3 separate regions of the Triticum aestivum genome follow, and all the other regions are linked to region 3. The links are chromatin contacts, called in public Hi-C maps. All regions are on one chromosome and are shown on one strand. The core of a region is the stretch at or near the end of the contact, and the rest is flanking DNA. Distances in the headings are between cores, read along the strand shown. Region 1 holds the start of LOC123053556. Region 2 holds the start of LOC123053560 (anthranilate synthase beta subunit 1, chloroplastic). Region 3 holds the start of LOC123053557 (probable inactive receptor kinase RLK902).

Region 1 (4,036 bases), core at 343-2,842, 320 kb after region 3:
TTTAATTCTGCATAATTGCTATTTGGTTCAACTATTATTACAAGAGTATTCTGGACCATGGAAACTGGCAGCCAGTGACCTAGTTCGTCTTCTTGTTGATTGCAAACTGAGCAACCAAGCAAGTACAAATAAAAAATGAAGGTGTTTCCAAATTTTGAACTTGAATCATTTCAAAGTGTTTTGGTTGTTTTTTATTTGGCCTGGACTTAAATTGATGTTGTAGGCCATCTGCCCCCCTCTTATATGCATGTTGAAGCTTGTTCTAAAAAAACTTGGAAGTGTTTCGTGAAGTGTCTATGCTTGCTTCATGACTGTTAATTCTTGTTGGAGTTCTTCATTACACTGATACTGTGATGGTACTACGGTTGTAGGCTGATGCCGAGCTCATCATCCCTAGGCTAATGATGAGTATTCACGACTGTTAATCCTGTGTGTATATGCTTCAAGGCAGCCAGTGTTCTTAGTTCATTTTCTTTTCTTTTGTTGATCACTGACCGAGCAACAAAACTAGTATAAATAAATAAAAATGAATAGACAGGTTTCCACATTTTGAAATTGAACTGCCTTCATGTTTGCTTTCATGTTGGTTTGTCGACCTTGGTTGGTATTGTAAATTCTGCTTTCATGTTTTGGTGGTTTGTGGACATTGGTTGATATTGTAGGTAGAATTCTAGGGAAGAAAAACAAAACCATTTCTTATTCTTGTTGGAGTTCTTGATAGATACTGTCATAGGCTGACGCGTAGCTTGTTATCCCTAGGTTGATTTGTTAATCCTCTGTTGCGTATAAGCTTGAATCCTTCATCTTTGATTTGTGAAATCCTTGGGAAGTCGGTTTGTTTAACTTGACTTGATATTGGAATTCAAGTTTACTATGGATATTCTGGATATGTTTTGCTCCATGACTATACTCTGGTTGGTAGTGATTGATGCGCTAGTGTAGTAGTGTTGTCTGCCTCTTTGGTGGTTTAAATTCGAGCGCTAATGTATGTGCAGTTGTGCCGTTGTTGTACATTTGCTCTGCGCTATTCGATATCGCTGGGTTGCAGTTCTGTTGCATTCTCATCCTGCCACGATTCGTCTAGCTCGTATTTGGTTAATCTGATTCGATGCGATTAAGCGGAATTTCAGCGGCTAGAACCTCCTGAGCTTGGCTACTCTGCATCCGAGCAAAGCTTGGTAGTGCCGGCCAGGCTAGGGAATCTGGGGAGTGCGGCCATCGTGCCATCCCTCGACCTCCGAGTTGGTAGAGGTGTCTTCGCTGCGTGGCCGGTGGGACTGGGAGAACGCTCAGGCTCAGCCAGCGAGTGTGGGGTTGCCGACCCCGACAGTTGGTCAAACGCCCGCCCTGGGCACAAATCGACGGACAATCGGGACCACGTGCACAAACACACACAATGGAAGTCTAGTTCCATCTTGCTCTTCACTGAAATCTGGACTAGATAAGCTACTGGCTAATCTCACCCTGGATCAGATCGCAACCCTAGTCAGCATGAATTCACACAAACAACCGAACAAAGTGTAGGCCGAGTATTATACCTGGAAACCAAAGCAAAACAAAAGGTTTTGTCTCAAAAGTTGCTCCCACGAATTCCAGGAGCGGCAACAATCGCACTCACTCACCACCCCTTCTCTTCCGGGCAAGGCAAACCCCAAGAAACCCCAACCCAACCGGCCACCACCACCTCCCGTCCCGACCCCGAGACAGACACCTCCCACTCGCGGCCATGCCCCCCTGCCACCGCCGCTGCTGACCTGACCACCCAGCCGTCCGCGCCGCGACCGGTCAACATCTATCTAGCCGGAACATCCATCTCAAGCAACATGGACCCGGCCCAGGAGGAGCTCGAGCGCCGCAGCCGCTACCTCAGCTCGCTCGTCCGCCGCACCAGGCTCGACGACCCGCCCCAACCGGAGCCGGAGCCGGAGCCCAAGGTGGAGCGCAAACCGGCGGCGGAGCCCAGCGGCGGGGAGGGCAAGGCCGCTAAGCCGGAGACCAAGGAAAGGGAGGCGGCGAAGGTCAAAGGGGACGCCGCGAGCGGGGAGGGGAGGAAGGTGGCGGTGCGGGTGCGCGCGGCGGACATGCCGCTGGCGCTGCAGCGGCGCGCGATCTGGATCGCCCGCGAGGTCGTCCTCTCCACGCCGCGCCTCGAGAGCAAGCGCCTCGCGCTCGCGCTCAAGAAGGTACACTAGTACCACCACCCCCTGCTTCCTTCTTCCCTTTCGAATTTGTCTTTCTAGCCGTGCTGGTCCTTCAATCAGATACTAGATCAGCAGTTTTCGTGGAGTCCAAGCTTGTTTATAGAGCATTAATTGCTGCAAACGACCACATAATGGAGCAGGATTGATGTGTAAAACGAACAATCGCATTTAAAGGGCCGGGGAGCAAGATCTAGCCAGAGCTTGATCCTAGCATTATGTTCTTACTAGCTAAAATGGCTGTGCGCTTTGGATAGTTGTGCGTTTGAGAGCGAGTGAGCTGTCATGCTGAACGTAGTTTGACGGAGAAGATGAAATGGGAGGCAGAGCGCTGTTGTTGCCAGATCAGATTGTTCGATGTGTTCATTTATGGGATGTGGTCCACCATATTGCTGAAAACAATACTGATTTGTGAGATACTGAAAGCTCAGAGGGCATCCGAGGAGGATAGTTATACTCTGCTCTGCTGCCACATGTAGTTTACTACTAGTAGTTGCAAGTTGGAACCATGTTATGAGTAGAACGTGTATGCTATCTCTAAGCATGCTGTAGGAACCGAATGGGATGCCGATGCAGAGCTCTTGACTTTGCGCAACATGGGGGTTGCAATCTTGTGGAGCTAACTTGACAAGTTGGTTTTGTAAATCTGCTCTCTGTGTGTGCTCTGTGATGTATGTTGACAGAATTGTCAATTATAGCTGTCGAGAACTACAAGTGACATGGTCAATAGCAGGATGAGGATTGTAGGTAGAATAAGGTATGCTATTGGTGGCAAGTGGCTTGCTGACATGGCTCCACTGGAGCCTTTATTACTTCAATCATTATGTAGTTCTAGGGTCATCTCATTAAGTAATCAAACAGCTGAGATCACCTGAGTGTGAGTGAGCAGTTTCTCATGGTCGAGCGATGCTTGATCTCAGCTGTTAACTCCATCATCTGATGGCTCCTGTAAGTTCAACTGAGAACTAACATATTTCTTTAAGTTGGAGCATGGATCCTGAAATTGGAAACCTTGATATGAGCTTATGAGTTGGGCACTACTCTTTAAGTTGGAGCATTGATCCTGAAATTGGAAACCTTGATATGAGCTTATGAGTTGGGCACTACTGATTTTGTGTTCATTTCGGTTAGTTACTATTCCTAATTGTCATTTGTTGATGTCCTTATCTGCAATATCCTGGTATGTAAATTAGTAATTGCTTGCTTATGAACAATAACTTGGCAAGCGAGGGCATTCACTCTGTCTTGCCTTTGACCGTCCGATTTAAAACTTTGTGTGAGTAGATGTCAGTGCAAGCACAAACAAGCTTCATGCATTATCTCCCCCACTTTGAACACACCAGTGTTGTATTACAGCTTTTGAGCCATTGTTTTATTCCCCTTTTCTGTATGCATGATGAAAATGGGAATACTCATATAACATGCTACTTACAGACTGCAATAAATGATCGCCAAGTATTTTCAGTACCCACCTAAAAAATTGTGTGCTTTCAGTATGGCAGAGAAACTTTCATGTTGGTTCTGTACATAATCCAGGGTGTTTGTAATATTGTACTCCCTCCGTCCCATAATGTAAGATGTTATTACAGTTGATATACTCACATATTGGTTGTAGTAACATCTTATATTATCGGACATCATAATTCTTTTACTTCGTTGACATGCGCTGTTGCCTTGAGTTTCCTCTTATTTGTACTTGTCAAGTTGACAAGTGGCTATGTGCAGTTTCTTTCTTCCCTCTAAGGTATTAGTACCTGCTTACTTGTGAGCTGTTTGCTTTCTTTTTTTCCTCTTCAAAGATTAAGCATTAAAATATCCTTGGTAGTGTTTCAATCTCA
Region 2 (3,670 bases), core at 81-2,580, 420 kb before region 3:
TTATTAGTGCGTCCTAGTGTGCTTTTGGTGCTCTCTGCTAGTTTTGTCATGTTTTCGTTTGATTAGCTTCTGAATTTTTTCAAAACATTGTATCGTTGGATGTGCAGATTTATTAATATAGAGCGGTGCGAAAACTTGTTTCGAAGTAGGTGTTGGTAGACATGTTGGTTCTATTTAAATTTTGACTGTTGGTGTGTGTATAAAAAAAAATCAGTTGGTTGGTTATTGACGCGGTTACTTTGGCCTCTTAAAAAAAAGTGTTCGGGAGCAAGATTCGATTTCTATAGCCCTTTGAATTGGTGATGAAGGATAGCAAACCTACGCTGCATGGGGTGCTGTCTTAGTTGATGTGCTACTTGATATCATTATTTTTTTTACGGGATATTTGATATCATTGTTAGTGAGTTGTTATTACGGTCTTCAAAAGCTTGCACGGTGAGTACGTTTACAGGTTTCCTTTTTGGTCACTGCACGCTCAGTGTACATTTCAAGCTTCGACGAGCAACGTAAAAGTGAAGGAAAACCTGCTAATATAGTTTTTGATGTAGTTGTACATTTTACACGTTGTCTTCTGTTGTCGTCCTTGGTTTATGTTGCTCGCTGATTTTCTTGATAAACGTTAGATGTAAAATGCCCTTTGTCTATGTTTACTAAAATAATAATAATTTGGTAGTACCAGTAACTATACTGATGCGACGGAGACTTTCGATTTATTATTATTTGTCACGAATTCGAGAGATTCCCCGCTAGTGAGTATTTTATTTAGGAAATCGTTGAGCGGGGGGAGGTGGAGAGAATCCCCACATGTAGATCGGCGATTTACTGTTTATTTCGAGACAATCAGTAGAGGAGGGAGAGATGCCTCACTGACCGTAGCTCCGGCGATAATAGACACAGGTAGGTCGCACAGTGCTGCATTTGGATCACGTGTAGTTTTCTCCTAGGCTAAAATTTGCCACACGAGTAACAATGCCTTCCGGCCATGCTTTCGCCTAGCATCTGATGTTCGTTCTGGTTCCTGTATACATGTGAGCCCCACTAGAGATGGATGAAATGTAAGGAACAACTGAGGCCAAGATCTGACCGATCCGTTCTGAAAATTCTGAATTCCAACATTGGACCACATCACCAGCCGCCTCCCCACCTACCCACCCACCCGCTTCGCCCCCGCGGCGGAGCAGGACCGGCGTCCTCCACCCCGGTTGAGGCCCCCGGGGATCGGCAGCGACGTTTCCTAGTGCGAGACCATGTGCTGTGCGTGCGTTCAGTGCTTTTTATTACACACGGAAACGGCAGAAGCAACGCCTTCCTCGTGCCATGGCAGGCGCCGGGCACGAGTGAGATTCTGACCACGTCGCCGGCCGGCGGACGCACGGCGTTAGTAGGGCCCGTAGAGTTTTACGTGCATAACTAAGCACGACTGAATCTCTTTCCATTTCTTACTGCGCGCGCTGAAGAAAATGGATGTCGTCCTAATCCAATCCGAAATCCCTCCCTTCTACTGTATATATAGCTGCAAGCGCGCAGCTCGCTTTCTCCCGTTCCGTTCCGCGTTCCTGACCCCTACCCCGCCACGGACAAAAACCCAGCAAGCCGCGCGCCTCGGAACCCTCCTCGCCGGCATGGCCTGCTCCCACCTCGCCGCCGCCTCTTCACCGGCGGCCGCCTGCACTACGTTGCGCGCTCGGGCGACGTCCCCCGTCGCCGGCTTCGCGCGCCTTCCGGCCACCCTCCGTACGAACCGCTCATGCCCCTGGTTCTATACATGCCTCTGTTGTTTTCTGCCGGATCTGCCGAATCTCAGATCGATTGGCCTTTGCCCTCGCAGATCCTGAGAGCGGTGGGTTGGCCCTCAGGGGCAGGAGGGCGGTCACGCCGGTGGTTGTCGCCGCCGAGACGGCCGCCGCGGCGCCGGTGGCCGACCGTGACGGAACCCCGGCCGCGGTGAAGCAGCCCATCATCGTCATCGACAACTATGATAGCTTTACCTACAACCTGTGCCAGGTATACATGGTTTCACATGCTCCTGGCCTATTTGCATTCCGGCTGCTTCTGGTCGGTCTGTGTATGCCATATCTTTGCCGGCATAGATGAGTCACTTGGTGGGTTGATCCGGACGTTTCAATGTTCATAGAGTTTTTCCTCCCATGTTTTTCCTTTTTTGCCGTGCAAACTGGTTCGAGCGGAAGTCGCATTCTCGGTTGAGTCAGGCCATATTTTCCAGTCAAAAGTAGTTTTTCCATTTAAAAAGGCAGAACAAGTTTCCACTGCCCTCAAGTATACTTTTCGTAGCATGGAATGTTGTTTTAGGGATTCAGAATTATATATGGTCTGGTACAAGAATTTATCTTGCTATTTTAACCTTATGTGATGTTTTATCACAATGTTCTTTTAGAAGTGTTACACAAATGTATTTCTACATTTGAGAAGCAACATGAATCTGCTAAGCATTTTTCTACATTTGAGAATTAACACGAATCTGCTAAACATGCTGTTAATGCCCAGTTGTTCTAATAAATCCTAACAACAGAGGATAACATTTGGCAACCAAAGTCGCAAGAATGTTTTTTAATTAGAAGTACAAAGTTGGATCCTCTGAAATCTATTCTCAAAGATTTTCCATTTAAAATATGACCTTCTAAGAAGCATTCCTTGTCTGAAAGATCCAAATTAGAATCAAGAATGCATTATTTGGTTAGGTTTGGTGTCTGTTTCAGATGCACGTACTTATGAGACGGTTAAATCTATTTTTCGCACCTTTATTTTAATATGACGTGAACACATGCTATGAGAAAACACGTCTTGCTGAAATTGAGTGTTTGATGCAGTATATGGGGGAGCTTGGATTAAATTTTGAGGTGTACCGTAATGATGAACTTACCATAGAGGAGGTAAAGAGGTATAGTTCTCTGAGCACCACTTCAATTGTAATTTAGTTTCATTCTGGTCCAACTAAAGGGGTTATACCATATTACAACTTTGTTGATGATGTTCCTTTCTTTAATCTTATGTAGGATGAAACCACGAGGAATACTTATTTCTCCAGGGCCTGGTTAGTGTCTCTTACCGAATCTCAGAACAGTTTAAAGTTTCTGACCTTACGAATAACATTCATATTTCTTCTTTAGGTGAACCGCAAGATTCAGGTATATCATTGCAGACTGTTCTGGAACTTGGGCCAACCATCCCAATATTCGGAGTTTGCATGGGTCTGCAGTGCATTGGAGAGGCATTTGGAGGTTAGATTTATCTCTATGGACACATGGTTTTCCATGATCTGTTATTCAGTCTTGCTGATGTTTTTTCTCCTATATGAATATACAGGGAAGATTATCCGCGTTCCTTCTGGTGTGATGCATGGAAAAAGCTCTCCAGTTTACTATGACGAAGTTCTAGGAAAGTCCATATTCGAGGGCTTGTCAAAGTATGATTTCTCAACCATTAAGTAAACCATGGATTGTCGGTTCTAGCTTACATTACATAACAGTTGACTGACACTGCTATTGTGAACATTGAACTGCACACATGTTGTCTTTGCTTCTGTTTTTATGATAACCAGGAGTGCTTTCGAGCTCTATTGTACTTACCTGTTTAGAGCACGCACTTACGTTTGTCTTGAGAAATTTTGTAGCATGTGCCATTCAATGGCGAGTCGAATTTTTAACATATT
Region 3 (3,689 bases), core at 459-2,958:
TTCATGGTATCAATGATCTCCACAATCAGAATTAATAATGAGATGATTGCAGCCCGCCTTTTGCGCAAGGATTCGGCCGAATCTTAGCACCAGAACTTTAGCCGTCAGGGCATATGCACACCACTCGATTCTCAAATTTCCGCCAACAATAAAATTCCCTTTATCATCTCTGATGACGACGCCATGCCCCTAAGCATGTCTTGATCAAAAGATTCATCAATATTAAGTTTTGCAAACTTCCTAGGAGGCCGAATCCATTCATCTCTTTTACTTGTAGCATTAGGGGAAAAGGCAATAACGTAATTTGTTGTTCGAGCATGAATCCCCATAGAAATTTGATACGCATCTTAAGCTGTTCCCTCATGAACCGGTTTACACCTTTCCTATCACAAGAACCAAGCTGTAATGGCTATCAATTCACGAGCATTCTGGAGACCCGAAATGGAGAAATCTTGGTCTGGTAGCAGAAGTAAGAACTCAATGACAGCCTCACATGCACAATCTTTCACAGGCTCTTTTAATCACTTCATCCATCTCGAGCCTACTCCATATGTCCTTAGCTTTCTGGCACTGAAATAATAGGTGCTTTGTACCTTCTGGCCTATGAGAAGAAGATGGGCATTGGGGCGACACTCTCAAATGTCTATTGGCAAGTGTAACACGATAAGGGAGAGTGCCATATGACGTGCGCCAAATAAAGATTTTAATTTTTGCCGAACAAGATAATTTCCAATGTTAGATCAAATAGGATTAACATCAATTTGTCTCGTACCATTAGTATGTCGAAGTTTACTCCCGTGTTGGTAGTCCCATTCCGGAAAATAAGCTGATTGAACAATGAACTTCTTTTTTGTAGCTCAACGATATAAAATCTGACATATCATCCAAAGAAAGAGAAATCTCAAGGACGCGCTGAGCATTAATTGAGCATAACATTTGTCTCACCAGGTCGATCAATAAGATCAGAGAACCTTGACAGAGGTGTCCCCCCTTGGAGTAATAATGTTCCTATTATGGCAATTTGGGATTCATTCATCTTCCTAAATATCAATATTTGATCCATTGCCCACTCGCCAGATATAACCATGCTTTAAAGAATTGACTCCCCCCATAATACTTTGCCAATTAAAAGAGAATCCCTTTTTTAAGTTTGCATTCACCATCGAGAAAATACTTTGCTCTTAAATTATGTACCCCATGGTTGCAAAATATGTCGACAAACGAAGAACGCGATGTGACTGACTCTGACCACCATTGGCTCTCGGCTATTCCTAGTTCTTTTGGCCGTTTGGCCAATTCGATTCTGCACTTACGAAGGAAATGCACGTTCCTAGCTCAGCATTGCTCAGAAGTCTTTTTTTTTTCCTTTTGAAGAAGAAGAAGAAGAAGAACCATGTATTCAGCATTGCTCAGAAGTTACTCGTTCAACGGACGGTAACTGACAGACGATCATCACACACTCGCTCCAATTTTTCCTACACCCGACGCCATCATGACATTTACAGGCCACCACACAACGCTCTCGACAGTTACGGCTCCGGCCTCCAGGGACCGGTTTACTTCGTCGCGCACGGCTGCACGACGCCGTCCACGTCCACAGCTCCACACATCATCGAGTGAACCGGTCCACGAAGCGAACTGCGCCGGGGATATGTCAGCAGGAAAATGGCCAGGGATTCGAGTTCATCACATTGGCCTACAAAGCAGTGGATCTCAAGAGCAGCAGCTAGCAACAACTGCCCAAAATTCAAACATGCAACTATTTTCGCTGATCCTTTTCACGCACTGTTGAGTTGAGTTGTACTCCAGATCATCGAACTATTCTCGTGCCGTCAGCGTCAACTGGACCAGGAGTAGGATCGGCGACCGCGGGCAGGCGTGCGATCTCGGCCGTCCAACGTTTTATCGAACGGCCGACAACAGTCGGACCAAGAATGTGGTTGCGGATTTGCGACATCGTTTTGTGGAAGTGAGTCCGCCCGCCCTCCTCAAGTCTTCTTCCCCTTGTCGCCAAACGAGCCATTTGTGAAGCTTCTTTCCGATATTCTGCTTTCTTGTTTCGTCCCTCCCCACCTCTCCTCTCCCTCACATGGTGTGATCGACCAAGGGGCCACCGCAGCCATGCCTCCGCCGGTAGCCGCCGCGCTGGCGTTGCTCCTCGCCGTGGCCTTGGGCGCGGCGCGCGCCGCCGACGACCTGGCGTCCGACACCGCGGCGCTGCAGGCCTTCATCGCGCCCTTCGGGTCGGCGTCCGTGTCCTGGAACGCGTCCCGGCAGACGTGCTCCTGGACCGGCGTCGTCTGCTCCGGCGGCCGCGTCACGGGGCTCCACCTGCCCGGCGACGGCCTCCGCGGCTCCGTCCCCGTCGGCGCGCTCGGCGGCCTCACCAGGCTCACCGTGCTGTCCCTGCGCTTCAACGCGCTCTCCGGCCCGCTGCCGGCCGACCTGGCCTCCTGCGTCAAGCTGCGGGTCATCAACCTGCAGTCCAACCACTTCTCCGGTGAGCTCCCGGACGCGATTCTCTCCCTCCCGGCGTTGACGCAGCTAAACCTCGCTGAAAACCGGCTCTCCGGGAGAATACCGCCCGCCATTGCCAAGAGCGGGAAGCTGCAGCTGCTCTTCTTGGAGGGCAACCTCTTCACCAAAGAGCTGCCGAACGTCGACATACCATCCCTCTTGTCTTTTAACGTCTCCTTCAACGACCTCACCGGCGAGGTTCCTAAAGGCTTCGGCGGCATGCCCGCCACGTCTTTCCTCGGCACGACACTGTGTGGCAAGCCCCTCCCGCCGTGTCGAACACCATCTACCCAACCACCGTCCCAGCCTCCCACGGTTGCCCCCGAAGCCGCGGTCGCGGGAAACAGCCGCGGGCGAGGCCGGCGACACCTCGCCGGCGGTGCCATCGCGGGCATTGTGATCGGCTGCGCTTTGGGCTTTCTGCTTATCGCCGCCGTTCTGGTCCTTGCCTGCGGCGCCCTCCGCCGCAAGCCAAGAAGAACCTACCGCAGCCAGGACGCCGTCGCGGCGGAGCTGGCCCTGCACAGCAAGGAGGCAATGAGCCCGAATAGCTACACTCCACGGGTCTCCGACGCGCGGCCGCCTCCGCCCGCTTCAATGCCGCCTCCGGTCGCCCCTGTCTCCGTGGGGCGGAAGAAGCTTTTCTTCTTCGGGAGGGTGCCGAGGCCTTACGATCTAGAGGACCTGCTCCGCGCGTCCGCCGAGGTGCTTGGCAAGGGCACGTACGGTACCACGTACAAGGCCGCGCTGGAGACGGCGCCGGCGGTGGCGGTGAAGCGCCTCAAGGAGACGTCGCTGCCGGAGCGCGAGTTCCGGGACAAGATCGCGGCGATCGGTGGGCTGGACCATCCTAACGTGGTGCCCCTGCAGGCCTACTACTTCAGCAAGGACGAGCGGCTCATGGTGTACGAGTTCGTCGCCACGGGCAGCCTCTCCTCGATGCTTCACGGTGCGTGTTCCTGGATCAAATTTCTCTCTGTTTTCTTGCTCCAAACTCTGCTCCGAATTGGATCAAAATTTCTGAACCGGTGAGATTCTCAGGCACCCGTGGCGCCGGGCGATCGCCGCTGAGCTGGGAGTCAAGGAGGCGGATCGCGCTGGCCTCGGCGCGCGGCCTGGAGTACATCCACGCGACGGGCTCCAAGGTGGCGCACGGCAACATCAAGTCCTCC

The links. A called contact is a pair of places that touch in the nucleus more often than the background predicts.
Region 1: a Hi-C map of leaf shows a contact between it and region 3, with 7 times the contacts expected there. The contact joins the promoter of LOC123053556 here to the promoter of LOC123053557 in region 3. A contact is called at or near these places in 3 of 5 Hi-C or Micro-C datasets (all in leaf).
Region 2: a contact with region 3 is called in a Hi-C map of leaf, with 8 times the contacts expected there. The contact joins the promoter of LOC123053560 here to the promoter of LOC123053557 in region 3. A contact is called at or near these places in 3 of 5 Hi-C or Micro-C datasets (all in leaf).

Annotation. Positions count from the first base shown.
Region 1 is chr2D:421,268,498-421,272,533 of IWGSC CS RefSeq v2.1, reverse strand. It overlaps LOC123053556, which reads left to right and starts at 1,592. Exons shown (of 2, transcript XM_044477023.1): 1 at 1,592-2,183. The coding sequence starts at 1,824.
Region 2 is chr2D:422,006,551-422,010,220 of IWGSC CS RefSeq v2.1, reverse strand. LOC123053560 (anthranilate synthase beta subunit 1, chloroplastic) reads left to right here and starts at 1,330. Exons shown (of 8, transcript XM_044477027.1): 1 at 1,330-1,734; 2 at 1,829-2,004; 3 at 2,829-2,899; 4 at 3,015-3,052; 5 at 3,129-3,239; 6 at 3,325-3,424. The coding sequence starts at 1,461.
Region 3 is chr2D:421,587,321-421,591,009 of IWGSC CS RefSeq v2.1, reverse strand. It overlaps LOC123053557 (probable inactive receptor kinase RLK902), which reads left to right and starts at 1,708. Exons shown (of 2, transcript XM_044477024.1): 1 at 1,708-3,466; 2 at 3,559-3,689. The coding sequence starts at 2,122.